5 separate regions of the Mus musculus genome follow, and regions 1, 2, 3 and 4 are each linked to region 5. A link is a contact called in public promoter capture Hi-C data. All regions are on one chromosome and are shown on one strand. The core of a region is the stretch at or near the end of the contact, and the rest is flanking DNA. Distances in the headings are between cores, read along the strand shown.

Region 1 (2,700 bases), core at 103-2,602, 1.4 Mb before region 5:
AGATTTTAAGTGGCTTATGGACACATAAATTACATACTAAGAGGCTCTTAAAAAGTCTCTTCTGATCCATTTATCACCAAGGAAAACATCTCTATAACTGGCATGTCTTGAAAAATATCCAAACACTTGCTAAGCACTCTTCTCTTCCAGAAAGAAAAACAACCTTGGACTCAAGCCTTGGAAGGCACACACAACAATATCTAATGAAGTTTCATAGCTGTTCTCATGGTATTGGTGGTGGTGGTGGTGGTGTGTGTGTGTGTGTGATTACTCATCCATTTGGGGGCAGACAATTCTGGCTTATTATTTACCAAAAGGATGTAGTTTCAATTAAATTACTTAATAAGTTGTAGTTAAACAAAAACACATCTCAAACCTCCAAACAATATTGCCTTCAGGCAAAATAGAAATCTAATGCTTGAAGATTTAGTTTCGAGAAAATGACCACGATTTTCTGGGGCAGCTCGGATGAATCAGACCTGAATCCAAACCTACCTCTCTCCATTCCAAATTCAAAGCTTACCATATTTTGCAATACAAACAGTCCCATGAGAGGCTTGATAAAAACAGAGACTCTACGGCTCAAAAGAAGGCTCAGCAGTTAAGAATGTGTACTGCACTTGCAAATGACTTGAGTTGGGCTCCCAGCACCCATATATAGGGATTCACAAACTGCCTGTTACTCTAGTTGCAGATTCAAACCCCAATTCTGGCCTCTCTAGAATTTAATTATTGTGCGCACGCACGCGCGCGCGCGCGCGCACACACACACACACACACACACACACACACACTTTTTAAAACTCTAAAACCTATCAATCCAGTGGATAATGAGGGGGACCCGAAAATCTGCATTTATAACAGATTGATGCTGTCGTCGGAAGGCTACTTTGCTTGAGAAAGTCCCGAGTGGAGACCGGAGGGACACTGCAGGACACTCAAGTTCCACACTTGCACTGACGTCACATCACAGGCTGGTAATCACTTGTTCCCCGGCAGGGCATCCTGCAGAAGTTCACCCGTTCCTATCAATCAACTAGACGTACTACAAACCCCACCCCCATGTCGCGCGCTTGTGACGTATAGACGTCCTCCCCGTGACATCCGTGACCTCCACTGCAAATAGTCACCGGCGAAGAGCCCCGCGCCGAACCACGACCCCGAACGGCCGGTACCTGAGAAGGGCCTCCGGACACCAGTGCGCAGGCGTCCCACGGAAGCAGCCGCTATGGCTCCGGCGGCGCTCATCGCTGCGGACAATGCAGCTATGGTCCAAACGCCCCGCCAATCGTGCTCTCGACTCAGGGTGATGACGCATAGATGCCGCGGACCGAGAGCCAGAGGAAACGCCCCTAGGCCCTGGATTACACCCGATTGGTTAGAAATGACCGATTCACGTACTCTATTGGGTCTTCCCCCTGTCGATCATTGTAACGTCGTGAAGGCGCCCGGTCGGCTCTTAGGGTTGATGCAGAGCTGCCCTGGAGAGGCATTTTAGGTTAGGGTTTCTCCCTGTCTTGGAAAGGCGACCCGCAGGTCACTGTTGTTTCCTCCACGTTATGGAGATTATTTTTCTCTATTAAGAGCCGATTTACACCTGAAAGTCAGCAATTACCTGGTAAAACATGCCAGTTTTCGGTGTAATTGTGGGTTTCCCAGTTTGTTTCCCGTTACTTTCCGTTCCTTCTCAATTTTTATATTGAGATTTGCTTCATTGTTCATCCTTTACTGGATTATTCATGGCCTAGTGCACATTAGTGATGAACATAGCTGTGTGTTGAGGGAAGGAAAATTTAGTAACATACATTAAACATTTTAAAGTGCATATCCATTAATATGACAGCTAGGATCTAGCCAATAGAAATAAATTTTCAAGTCAGATAAGTATATAAGGGGAAAAACCATACCTGCAAGGATAATCAGTGCCTATTATAGGACCACTAGAGACTGTGGCTTTAGGAAAACTAGAGTTTGCACCCTTGGCGGGAGGGGGGCGGGTATTTGATTCATAGCTACTGTAAAATAAATGAAACTACTAACCCATTCTATATAATTATAGTGTTCAATTAGTATACTACAGTAACTTAAAATTAAGACGAGCCCAAGTACTGGGCCTTAGCGGCAGTGAGGGTACTTAAATATTCCTGTGGAATACTCAACCTAAATCTGGCTCTCAAAGCCTTCAAATGTTCAGAACCTTTCCCGTGCATTCCACTTCTAGATCTGTCCTAAAGAGATAAAAGAATGTTGAGGTGTATGTCCTAGTTATTACTGGAAATTTTTGGAAGTGTTAAAAAATTGGAGCTAGAGAGAGCTCAGAAGTTGAGAACACTTCTTGCTCCTGTAGAGGACCTGGGTTTGATTCCCAGAAGCCACAGCAGGAAGCTAACAACGGCCTGTAACTCCAGTTCCAAGTGACCCAGCACTCTCCTCCGGACTCTCTGCACATGTGACACACAGACAAATACATGTTTTTTAAAAAGGTTACCATCAAGAGAATGCTAACAAACTATGACTCATGAGCACAGTTAGCAGCTCCCTGAAATGGATGTAATGACGAGTTCAGATCTGATTATGTCACTCAGGCTTGCCTTAAACTGGTGAAATGGCTGCTTTGGCCTCTGGAGCTTCCAGGGGTGTTAGAACAATGAACTTTGAAAGAACTTTGGATAAAATAGAACATTTAAGTGGAAAATATGA
Region 2 (2,795 bases), core at 92-2,591, 1.8 Mb after region 5:
ATCTGATAACACCTGGTTCATTGTACTTAAGAATAGAAAGAAAAAAAAAAAAGCACTAAGCATGAACGGTACTAACATAGCTAAAGCACTTTATGTATCACACTGAACCCGCTAGAAGTGCCCAAACTGGGTAATCTCGCTGTCCAACGTAACCTGTCAACTTGCTAAACGTAAGTACCAGGTAAACGGGAGCATAAAGAGGCTCAGTGGTTTACTACTTAAGAAGCAGAAGCCGGATTCGAACCCAGATGGATAGATACTCTCCCACCAATACCCGCTCCAAAGATTGAAGTTCCATGAAGGCAGGGTCTTGGTCCTGGCAACATCCATCCCCAAGGCGGATCACAGGACCTGGCGCCCATGTTCTGGCGCTCGGAAGCCAAGCTGGCTGGATGAATGGTGGGAGGAATGCGTTCCTTTGTCATCTGGGTTATCTTCCAGAACTCTCTGAGCATCCAGCGCAGAAATCCTCCCGGCCCGAAGAGGAGGAGCCCAAGAAGCGCCCGAGCTCCAAGGCCCCCCGCCCCGGGCTCACCTTGAAGTCGCGGCTGTGTTGCGGGGTGTACTCCAGCGTCCAGAGCGCCCGCACCAGATGCGCCAGCTGCTCGGTGACCTCGCCCTGGCCGTGCGGCCCGCGGCCCGCCGGCTGCTCCGACTCCGGCTCTGGCTCCGGTCGGCCCGCCCGGTACTGGCCCAGAGCCAGGTACTCGGCGAAGAGCTCGGTGTTACTGAGGCACTGCAGCGTGGCGTTCATGAAGCACGTGTTGCCGTGGTTGCGGAGCCCCGCCACGCCGGGCACCGGCTCCGAGGCGCAGGCGGGAGGCGCGGGCGAGGCGGGCGGCGGCGGGCACGGCGGCGGCGTGGGCGCGGAGGCCGGCCCGGGCGGGAAGCAGCTGCGGAGGCCGCCGCGGTCCGGGGCGGCGCCCTCGGAGCTGAGGTGCGAGAGCGTGGACAGCGTCTTGAGGACGCGGCTCATGAAACTGCCCACCGAGCGCGCCGACGACGGCGACGAGGGCGCGGCCGGCCCGGGGCCGCCAGCGCCGCCGCCGCCCCCCGCGCGGCCACTCCGGAACAGCCGCTTGCTGAACGAGCGCTTCTCCTTCCCGCCCGCCGCCACCGGCGGCCCGGGCCCGGGCGCCGTTACCTTGGACATGGCGGCGGTTGCCGACGCTCATCACCGCGCCAGTCCGCCCGGACCGCGACTCCGCCACGGCCGCCGCCGCATCCCGCCGCCTGCGCCTCACCCGGCCCGGGGGGCTTCACGCCCTACACCACCTCAGAGCGCCGCGGAGAGAGCGAGCAAGAGAGCGGCGACCGAGGGGCGCGCGTGCGTCGCGCGGCCGCCCAAGTGGGCAGCTCACGTGACTCGCTGGCATCGCAGCCCCGCCCCGCACTGAAGCTGCGAGGCCGCCATATTGACTGTGGGAACAGCTCTCTCCCTGAACCCTGATTCAAGGACTCCCTCGGCTTAGGGCGTGGTTCTGCGTGTTGAAGCTCAAGACTGGCCATGTTTAGTATGGGCACGGTCCTAAACGTTAGGGCAGGCGCTGGATGGTGGATTTTAGGGGTGGGTCTCTGTCTTTGCTTGTCAAATAGAAAAGATCTAGAGAAAGTACTGAAATCAAGCTGCCACGTACCAGGTGGCAGAGGAGCTGATAGATACAGCTTTGTCTTGTCCCAGGCGGGTTAACTCAGCCTGGCTCCCGAGGGACTGCCGCGTACCCACCCGAACGTGGTCACGGAGCTGGCACATTCTGGTGGGCTTTTCTTTCAGGATGTACCTTGAGGTCTCAGCAAAGTAATATTATTAGAATTGCCTTGCTGAAAAGTTTTGTAAAATACAGCCTTTAAATCCTCTGAGCTCTCCCTTTAATCACTCAATAAACTGAGCATTTGCTCATTCATTCATTCAATCATTCATTCATCCATCCATTCATTCAGTAAATATAGCAACTGAACACTTGCTGTTTGCCAAATACTGTACTAAACTCTAAGGATACGACAAGACTGAAACTAACTGAGTTTCTGCTTGCCTTCCTATAGTGTACACTCTCAGTAGGTATTCATTCATGATTACCTCTGTATTCCACACACTATGCCAATCATGGAATACCTTCCTTGGTTTTCAGTTCAGTGCCTTTGACATCTCATTTAAACCCAAGTTTGGCTCAAAGACTTAACCTTTAAACCAAGGGTCACAGATGCACTACTATCGCAGAGGCTAGATAGGTCATAGCAATGAACAAAGAATCCTGGTGAGGGGTCGGTCATCTGCTGATCAGGTCATACTTCACATATCTTGGGAATACAAGAAATGTTGTGGACAGCGGCAACCTGCTAATTAACATTCTTCTAAAGAGATGGCTTTCGCTCACCTCCAGTCAGTTGTTCCCATGTGAGAATGAGGGCTTAGTGTTGCCAGATCAGCTGATTTTTAGAGAAAAGGTGGAAATTCTATTTTTAAATGTTGGTTCAATTTTTTTTAAAGGAAAAAAAACTGCATGGGAGAACAGCGTGCATTAAGGCTGCCTACTACTCAAAATCCACTGGTTTCTGACCTTCTCTTTGTATGTTCTCTTTGCTAAGAGATGAGCCTGAGCCCTGGTTACTGCAAAAAACAGATAATGGGAAAGAAAGCCCATAACATTTTAAAGATAGAAAGGCCACCCTACACCCATCTCAAAGCAAATAGTTTTGGCCTCTAGATTTCTACTCAATACTAAATATGGTATCCTGTAATGATGCTCTTGGTTTGCTCTGAATAGGCTCAAATCCCCTCCACTTCTACCTCCTAA
Region 3 (2,700 bases), core at 8-2,507, 1.2 Mb before region 5:
TTCTAGAAATCAAATCTGGGTTTTCTGGAAGAACAGCAAGTGCTTACCAGATAACGCATTTCTCCAGCCCAGATTTTACAGTTCTTTAGGGACACTGACAGAGATGCCACAAAACCATGGTCTTAGCATGTGGTAAGAAGAACCCTTTAGTTATCTATCCTTTCCAGAAATGTAGCCTGTTTTATGATAGTTCCCCATCATCTATTTTATACATAAGATGGGATGGGTTTGACGAATGTACGAAGGACAATTGGTCCCCTGCCTTTAGTGCCTCATAGTTGCTTCTTACCACCCAAACTGCTACCATTCTTTCAAAGGAACCACCAACAGCAGTGTCCCCTAGAATTGTACACACAACTATCCCAGAGCCACTGTTTTACAGTCCCCAGGCAAGTGGCATGCCCATTTACAGTAGATGCCCTGCTCTGTTATAGACCAGGGTCAGCGCTACAGAGAGAAAGGCTCTGAGAGCAAAGGCCAACCAAGAGCAGCCTGTCTTGCCTGCCTCACTAACTACAGCATCTGAGGTTTGCCCCGGAGACAGGGATTTTATAACCTCCTGTCACCTTAGCAGTTAGCTCAGTTTCACAGAGGAAGAAACTGGGACTCTGAAAATGTCAGTCCTAGTTAAAGTATATTCCGTTGCCTTTTCCAGAACGCATAAGAGGATGCTGCTCTTTCCATAAGGAAATGCACTTGGGAGTAGAACCAGGATGGTATGAATAGACAGTCTGCTAATTTCCCAGTCTTAATCCATTCTTATTTGAGTTAGAGTTTGACACTCACCAGCTTTGAGCATCAGTTTTCCAAAAACAAGTGATTAATGATAGATACTCCAGAAGTTTCTATTGAGAAGGGAGTGGGCAAAGTGCATTGAGTGCAGTCACCCTATCATAATTTATCCATGGGGGTGGGGTGGGGTGGGGCTTAAAACAGGAGCGCCAAAGTTCTGTGGTCAAGAACAGAACTTGCTTGCCCGTATTCGGACGTAGATTGTCAGTAGTGGGGGGAAAATGCCCAAAGTGTTCATCCTTACGAAGCATGAAGAGAACCCACACCAAACAGAATTCACTTCATAATCACTTGTGTCTGGCCCTCAGCAGGGATGGGTGTGTGCACTCCTTTTTGTCACTAGAGGGCGCAGGCGGGCCAAGCAGCCAGTGGCGTCTTACCCCTTACAAGACTGGGGGGCGGTGTGTGTGTGTGTGTGTGTGTGTGTGTGTGTGTGTGTGTGTGTGTGTGTGTGTGTGAATGGGATGGCTCAGAAGGTAATGGCATCGTGTGTGTGTGTGTGTGTGTGTGTGTGTGTGTGAATGGGATGGCTCAGAAGGTAATGGCATCTAGTGCCAAGCGAAGAAAGGACCAACACCTGTCCGTTATCCACTGACCTCCGTGCACATATTTACATAATACGAATGGGATTTAAGCAAGGCGTGGTGATGCAGGCCTTTAATCCCATCATTCGGAGGCAGACGTAAATGGATTTCTATTAACAAAATAAAAAGAAAAAATAAAATCAAGGCCGATGACGGAGCTTGGGTTTTGCCGGGCCATTGCCCGATACAACTGCGGAGGATCGGAATCCGGAGGAAGTTGCCCCTCACAATCATGGCGGATGACGGAGCCCGGGATCTTCAGAGCGGAAGCTGCCCTTCACAATCATGGCGTCTGGGGCGGGGCCGAGCTTCCCTGGATGTGAGAAAAGGGGCTGGACGCGGAAAACAGGCGATCATGTGACTGGGAAGATGGCTGTCTTTCCCTGGTAAGGAAAAACCCGCTAGTAGGCTTCGGGGAGGGCTCCTCTCAGTGGGGGTGGGCAGTCCTCCTTGTTGGGATCGGTGGCCTCCGTCCCCGCCCGGGCTGTCAGGACTACGGAAGAGCAGAACCGCTGTCAGTACTCTGCTCCTCTCCTCTGTTCCGCAGCTCCTTCACTCAGACGGACTCCATCCAAGGCTTCCGCCTCCTTGGGAGACGTTGGCACGCCTGGGAGTTCTGGGGAAGGGGATGAATTCGCCCGGAGTCTGCACCTGGGAGACCTGGTCGCTTGTTCCTTGAGCTCCTTAGACTTTCTCATCTGTAAAGTGGGACCATTCACCCTACTCTATGTAGGGTCCCCAGACACGCTTCTTTACCTCGTTGTTCAACGTAGTAGAACGTATTAGAGAGAGGACACGCCCAAAGGAGAGAGGGGGCAGTCAGTCAACTCCCCTGGCGGCTTGGGTAGACTGCAGAGAAGAGCCTTCAACTGGGTCTTGCAGGATGCATACGAGCTCACCAAGCAGGAAGGAATAGTGTGTACCCAAGTGACTGGCATACGGGCCTTTTTGTGCTTAGAAGTGAGGTGACCTTTAGGTTGTCACAGGTGATTTGTGTCGATAAAGAACCCACATAGGATAAGCGGATGATAATGTGGTTGGACGTTGGAGACCTTGCATCTCAGGGGCAAAATTTCTGCGTTTGAGCATGAAAGAAATTTGTAGCGCTAGGCCTTGAACATAACCAACATCAACCCTCTGGCTTTTTGGCCGGACACTTTAATTCACTCCACCCTGCAGACTCTTAAGTGACCACTTAAGGACACAGCACGTCAGCGTGGTGCCGTATCACACCGTGGGTTGGCTTCACCTGCTTGTGCTGGCTTAACCTTGGATGTTTTCGTTTTCCATACTGCTGAGACCCCAGCTCTGCTCGTGCCTATGG
Region 4 (2,704 bases), core at 136-2,635, 1.1 Mb after region 5:
CAGATCCTATCAGATGTATCTTTGCTTCTTGTTTAGAGGATACATTTAGGATTGAAGTCTTGGAGCTGTGGTTAAGCAAGCTTAATCTTAGGACACAGTTTTCTGTATCCTTTGTCTTTAGAAATGAAATATGCCCGTTTATGCACTCTTGTTGTATCTCCTCTTTACTTAAAAAGGTGAAGACTCTGGTTTGATACAGAAGAGCTTTATTGGAACTCAAAGAGGGGACATAATACAGTCATTTACATTCACTATTATAGCTTCTTTTAAGTATGTTGGACCAGTACTTCTAGAAAGTTGAGCTCAATTTAGTAAGGTATAGTCTTGGGTTTAACACCCAACTTGGAGAGATGTCAGGGAATATACCAGAATGAGAGAAGACAAAGTATTTTGTTATATTCTATGCACATTAGGTAACAAAATATTCTTATTAACGAAAGATGGTAAATAGATACTTTAACACCTAAGGAGTTTGTGATAAGGAATGCCATTTCTCATCCAGGGGTCATTATTTCATAAACGGAAATCTCTTCAGTGTAGTGTGATGAAATTAACGTAAAGATAAATTTGTTTTATAATTAATTTAAAATTAATGTACAGAATCTGTCGCTGTCAAATGAAAAGCATATTCTAACAAACCTAGGAAGGTGTGAGTAGCTGGGCTAGGAAATATGCTGTAGCTTAGTAGCAACAGTTGAGACACAACGACATCTCATGACCCTCATTTTAGAAACATTGGGCTTCTTCCTGCTATAAATGATCTAAGAAATATCTGGCTAAATCTCCCCAGACCGAGCACATTTTAAGAATGTCTGGTCCAACTTCTATCAGCTTGAGAAAACATGGCAGCCAGGACTAACTTGCAAGGAAACATGGCAGCCAGGACTAACTTGTGGCCTTCGTTGTCCAGCAGATGCTATTTTCCATCACATTTCGTTGAGTGCTCCAGGAGCAACAGTTTCCAACAAAGGCAGAGCTTTCACTCATGAGGGCTTCACTAGACCTGTGACAGCCGCTTCTCAGGCTTGGGAACACCGGGACTGGGAGTGGCGGTGGGATTCTTTCCCCCTCGATTCTCTGCTTTGCAGCTATCGGGTGGCTTTTGGAGTTGGGAGTCAGGTTCGCTGACCCCAGATGGAAATTATTAAATAGACGGTCAAGACTGTAGCAAGAAGGGCAGCGCGGGTCTATCGAATAAACCTGGGTCTGTGTCAATGGGAACAATTAGGTCAAAGGTGTAATCGAGGGGCCCACAGGGTAGTTACTAAGGCAAGACAAGCCCGGAAGTCCTGCAGACCCCTCCTCGGAGGGGCCAGACTCTAGTAGCCCCTTTAGGAAGTCTCCCCCGGATCTTCCGCCATTATGAGTCCAGGCGGCGCCACGGAGGACGTGCACGCCCTCTCTCCCAACTCCCGGGCCTCCCGGTCTCCGCTCATTGGGCAGGGAGGACGCCCCTCCTGCGTTTGTACGTGCACCGGGTGGAAACACGACCTGGAGTCGTTGGCGTTCCGGGCTGGGAAGGGCCGCGGGGGACGTGAGAAGGCCGCGCGCCTGCCGCTCCTCCCCCGCCCCCCCTCCCGCGCCATCTCCCCCTCCCTCTGCCTCGGCCCCGAAGGGGGCTGCACGGGCGACTTGGCGGCGATGGCTCGAGCTCCGGCGGCGACGACGGTGGCCGGAGGCGGCGGCTCCTCCTCCTCCTCCTCCTGGGCTTGGGCCCGGCGGTGATCCGAGCTGGCGGCCGCGGCCCCCCGATGAGACTGTTGGCGGGCTGGCTGTGCCTGAGCCTGGCGTCCGTGTGGCTGGCGCGGAGGATGTGGACGCTGCGGAGCCCGCTCTCCCGCTCCCTGTACGTGAACATGACTAGCGGCCCCGGCGGGCCAGCGGCGGCCGCGGGCGGCGGGAAGGACACGCACCAGGTACTGGGCCGCAGCCCTGCGGAGCGGGGGCGTGGCGCGGCGCGGCGGGGCGCTCGGCCTTCCCGCGCTCGGCCGGGCCATTGTGCGGGGCGGCGCGCTCGGGCCTCGGCCCCGGCCTCTCACAAACTTTTCCCGGCCCGGGCGCTGGCCCCACGGCGCCTTTTGTTCGGCGGCGCGGGCGGGGGACAGCCTTTGCTGCCTGGCTCCCCGGGCCCCAGCGTGGGCGCCCCGAAGCCCCGCATTGTTCCCAGGCCGGCGGCGGCGTCCGCGTCCGCCCTCAGGACCCGAGCAACTTTGGGTAGGGCCACCCAACTGGCACTGGGGCCTGAGCAGAAAACTGCCCCAGCTCTCACCCAGCCAGCCTTCCTCTACCCCCCCGAGGGACAAAACCGAAAGCCGGTCTCTTTTTGTCTGGCCGAATCTCTGGATATACAAAGGGTTCTAAAGACATTAAACTGGGCCTCGTGAACATTTCGGCTGACATTTCCCCGAAGCACTTAAAAAAATGTGTTTGACAGGTCTGGGCTCCCAGCCTAGGAACTCTCCTCCCCCTCTGCCTATGAGACGTGTCCTTTCAACTTGGGTTTAGTGAGCTGACCAGAGAGGTTGGGATGAGGAGGAAGATGATGCAAGCTTTAAACGGAGAGGTTTAAAAAATCTGAACTGTTCAGCAGTGAATTCTTGTAGCTAATGAATGGATTGTGAGCCGTGGGGGTTCTACCGGTTGGATGGGGTTGGATGGTCTTTTCATTAGCTATTTGTACCACTTAAAGAAACATGCATGGGTC
Region 5 (2,700 bases), core at 50-2,549:
TCATGAAGTGTGGGTGGAGAGAAACACAGAAATCCAGAATTAGCCTAACATCAAATCATTTTTGGAAAGAGTTGACAACATGTAAATTCCTCACATATAAAGTATTTAGAGCGAGAGACCTTGATTCCTGGGCTATGAAGCCACTTATGATGCCTTGGAAGAGCTCTGGAATTCTAGTATTCATAAAAGAAAATGTTCATTATAATCGGGAGCCAGGCGGCGTTGTGAGGTACTCCCCAATGTGACACAGACCATAACTGAAGTACTACAAAGCTTGCAGTTAGGAGCTGGGATAGAGGCTGAACACCAAATTCAAAAGAGGTAGCTGAGGTACTAAGTGCCACAAAGGGGAGAGGGTGTCCACGACTGCCACTTAACCACAGAGAATTAAAGTATGAAACAGAGGTGTGTATGAGGGGAGATAAGAGATGGGGATGGAAAAAACAATACATTTGTCATCCCGTCCCACTTCCTAAACAGGATATAGGCAAACCCTCCAGCCCCATTACCTCAGGCACAGATGGTTATCGTTTATAGCAAAGGTGCACTGAAAGGCCTTCAGGTCTGAGCCCCTTAATTCCAGAGCTGTTAACGATTACAGAAAAGGATGGGGGTGGGGAGAAAAATCAGGGAGGGAGCTGCAGATTCACCCACCACCTCCCCCTTGGGCTCCTACCTCACGGCTCTTACCCTGGACTTTCAGCTCAGAGTCTGCAGACCCTCCCCGGGGATCTACAGCCCCAGGTCCCCAGGCCCGGGATTGAGGGGTGCTGGCGATGGACAGGCAGGGACAGTAGGTAAGTTTTCGGAGCCTTGCGCTTGACAAGCCACAGGCTCCCCTCACAGCCTCTTCTTCCAGAGGGACCAGTCCAGACAAGGCGCTGATATGCACTCCTCCCTTTCCACCACCACCCCCTTTCTCGAAGGAACCGAACCCCCGCCCCTTCATCTCTCAACGCTCCCCCCTTTTCCTCAACTCCCCCCCTCCAAACTCACAGCTGCTCCAGAGGTTCCTCCAGTCAAACCCTTTCTGGAAACGACGGCGGCCCGGCGGGTCCAAACTACCTACCATCCCCGCTTGCGTTTCCAGGCTCCCTACCCCCGCCGCCGCCGCCTTTTCTGCCACCGCGGCCGCCGCCTCCTCCTCATCTGCAGCCCACCGGCGGCGGCCGCCCCGAAGCCCCGCCCCCTCCATTGCCTCCTGCATCATCACTTCCGGTAACCCCGCCGGCCGCTGGCTCGAGGAGGGAGAGAATGGGAGAGGGGCGGGGACAGGAACGAGGAGGGTGACGTCACGACGTACGCGAGGACGTCCGAAGCCGTCTCCAAGTAAGGGCAAGGCGGGGAGCGGCGGAGGGTGGGCTAGGAGCTGGGCCAGGCCATTTTCTGACTAGAAATGGGGCAAGGGGATAACGAAAGGGTGAAAGGGAAGGCTGGAGGAGAGGGAGGTTAGCTCAGTTGTTGAGTGCGGCGGGGAGTCGGCTAAATCTGGAAGTTTCAGGAGGTTTGAGACGACCTCTAACCTGGGCCTCATGCTAACACAGCGGTCCGCCCGGTGGTTTGGCCCGGCCTGGCCTACTGGACCTGCTGGATACAGCCCGGTGTGGCCAAGGCTCGGCAGAGCTCCTGGCACCGCCTCTTCCCAGCCGGCTCCTGTGGGTGGGGAAAAGCAGGAGTGACGCTGAGTGAGTGTAAGGATGGAGACGCCGGCTCCAGTCGCGGGGGACTGGGGAAAGGGGTTGGCTTCCCAGGGCCAGGGATGAGATGCCGGTGTGGGGTTGCTAGGAGACGCGCCTGTATGACCCCAGCCTCGCGAGGGCGACTGGTGTCATCGCTGCTGGCCTCGGGAGACCTGCCTAAGGGAACTGGCACGTGGGAGAGATCCTGCCTGGGACCCTTCAGACTTTTCGATTATAAATGGAAGGCGACGGGGCAGTTGTAGGAGGCTGGAGAGGTGCTGGCCTTGAGAAAGGCCACCCAAACGATCCCGGATGTAGGAATCAGACTTCAGGTGATGATGAAGGCTAGTTTCATTACTAAGATGAGCAAATGACAAAATGAAGGAAGTCTTGTTTCTGAACTTTTCATTAATAAGTAAATGAATGCAGAGAATAGCAGCTGCCCCAGAAGCTGAATGGTGTGGTGAGAAGGCCTCTTCCAGGTTTAAGAGGAAAAGAGAATGGGAGAAGGAACTGCCTTGTGGGTAACATTTTAAACAAAAGGCAGACGAGAAAGAAGTCTTGGAGTTGCAGAAATAGCAAGGTTTTGGCCTTTGTATTACTTCCCTGAAGTGTAATGAATGACCAAACCTTAATTTACATTTAAAAAAATTGCTGCTGGATAAAAGAAGGTAGTTAAAGGGCTGTTGCTAAGGCCATGAGAGATGACAGTGGTGGAAACATGGAAATTAAGAGAATTGATTCATAATGTATTTGGGAGCTTGAGCATTCCAGACTGAATGCTGAACTGGATACGAAATGTATGGGAGAATGTGAAACCAAAGATGTTTCTCTAGAGAAAACAGTTTGGGAAGGAATCTCCTATGCTCTCTGGAACGTATGTCCAGAGTCATTTTACAGCCCATGAAGATGTCCAGAAATGAGACGGACAAGCTGGAAGACAAGTCATGGTTGGAGATAATAAATGTGGGGTTTATTCCTAGACCCTGGAATAGGTAGTAGATGAGAAAGAGCCCCAAAT

Evidence for each region. Promoter capture Hi-C pulls out the DNA fragments that hold promoters and counts their contacts.
Region 1: a promoter capture Hi-C map of pre-B cells shows a contact between it and region 5, with 4 times the contacts expected there. The contact joins the promoter of Coq7 here to the promoter of Lyrm1 in region 5. A contact is called at or near these places in 2 of 39 promoter capture datasets (liver and pre-B cells).
Region 2: a promoter capture Hi-C map of pre-B cells shows a contact between it and region 5. The contact joins the promoter of Usp31 here to the promoter of Lyrm1 in region 5. A contact is called at or near these places in 3 of 39 promoter capture datasets (the 3T3-L1 cell line, neutrophils and pre-B cells), 3 of 484 Hi-C or Micro-C datasets (CD8 T cells, double positive thymocytes and muscle stem cells), 1 of 115 datasets of contacts at active chromatin or transcription factors (astrocytes) and 2 of 9 other capture datasets (adipose tissue and liver).
Region 3: a contact with region 5 is called in a promoter capture Hi-C map of pre-B cells. The contact joins the promoter of Vps35l here to the promoter of Lyrm1 in region 5. A contact is called at or near these places in 3 of 39 promoter capture datasets (hippocampal neurons, liver and pre-B cells), 1 of 115 datasets of contacts at active chromatin or transcription factors (astrocytes) and 2 of 9 other capture datasets (embryonic stem cells and liver).
Region 4: a contact with region 5 is called in a promoter capture Hi-C map of pre-B cells, with 3 times the contacts expected there. The contact joins the promoter of Mettl9 here to the promoter of Lyrm1 in region 5. A contact is called at or near these places in 4 of 39 promoter capture datasets (the 3T3-L1 cell line, liver, neural stem cells and 1 more), 5 of 484 Hi-C or Micro-C datasets (CD4 T cells, adipose-derived mesenchymal stem cells, embryonic stem cells and 2 more), 2 of 115 datasets of contacts at active chromatin or transcription factors (astrocytes and large pre-B cells) and 1 of 9 other capture datasets (adipose tissue).

What each region holds. Positions count from the first base shown.
Region 1 is chr7:118,532,004-118,534,703 of GRCm38.p6, forward strand. Coq7 (demethyl-Q 7) reads right to left here and starts at 1,353. Exons shown (of 6, transcript NM_009940.3): 1 at 1,176-1,353. The coding sequence starts at 1,248.
Region 2 is chr7:121,706,101-121,708,895 of GRCm38.p6, forward strand. Usp31 (ubiquitin specific peptidase 31) reads right to left here and starts at 1,342. Exons shown (of 16, transcript NM_001033173.2): 1 at 536-1,342. The coding sequence starts at 1,153.
Region 3 is chr7:118,739,014-118,741,713 of GRCm38.p6, forward strand. Vps35l (VPS35 endosomal protein sorting factor like) reads left to right here and starts at 1,258. Exons shown (of 31, transcript NM_027815.4): 1 at 1,258-1,762. The coding sequence starts at 1,662.
Region 4 is chr7:121,033,060-121,035,763 of GRCm38.p6, forward strand. Mettl9 (methyltransferase like 9) reads left to right here and starts at 1,386. Exons shown (of 5, transcript NM_021554.2): 1 at 1,386-1,916. The coding sequence starts at 1,752.
Region 5 is chr7:119,894,562-119,897,261 of GRCm38.p6, forward strand. Lyrm1 (LYR motif containing 1) reads left to right here and starts at 1,300. Exons shown (of 4, transcript NM_001285959.1): 1 at 1,300-1,329. It overlaps Dcun1d3 (DCN1, defective in cullin neddylation 1, domain containing 3 (S. cerevisiae)), which reads right to left and starts at 1,184. Exons shown (of 3, transcript NM_001163703.1): 1 at 997-1,184.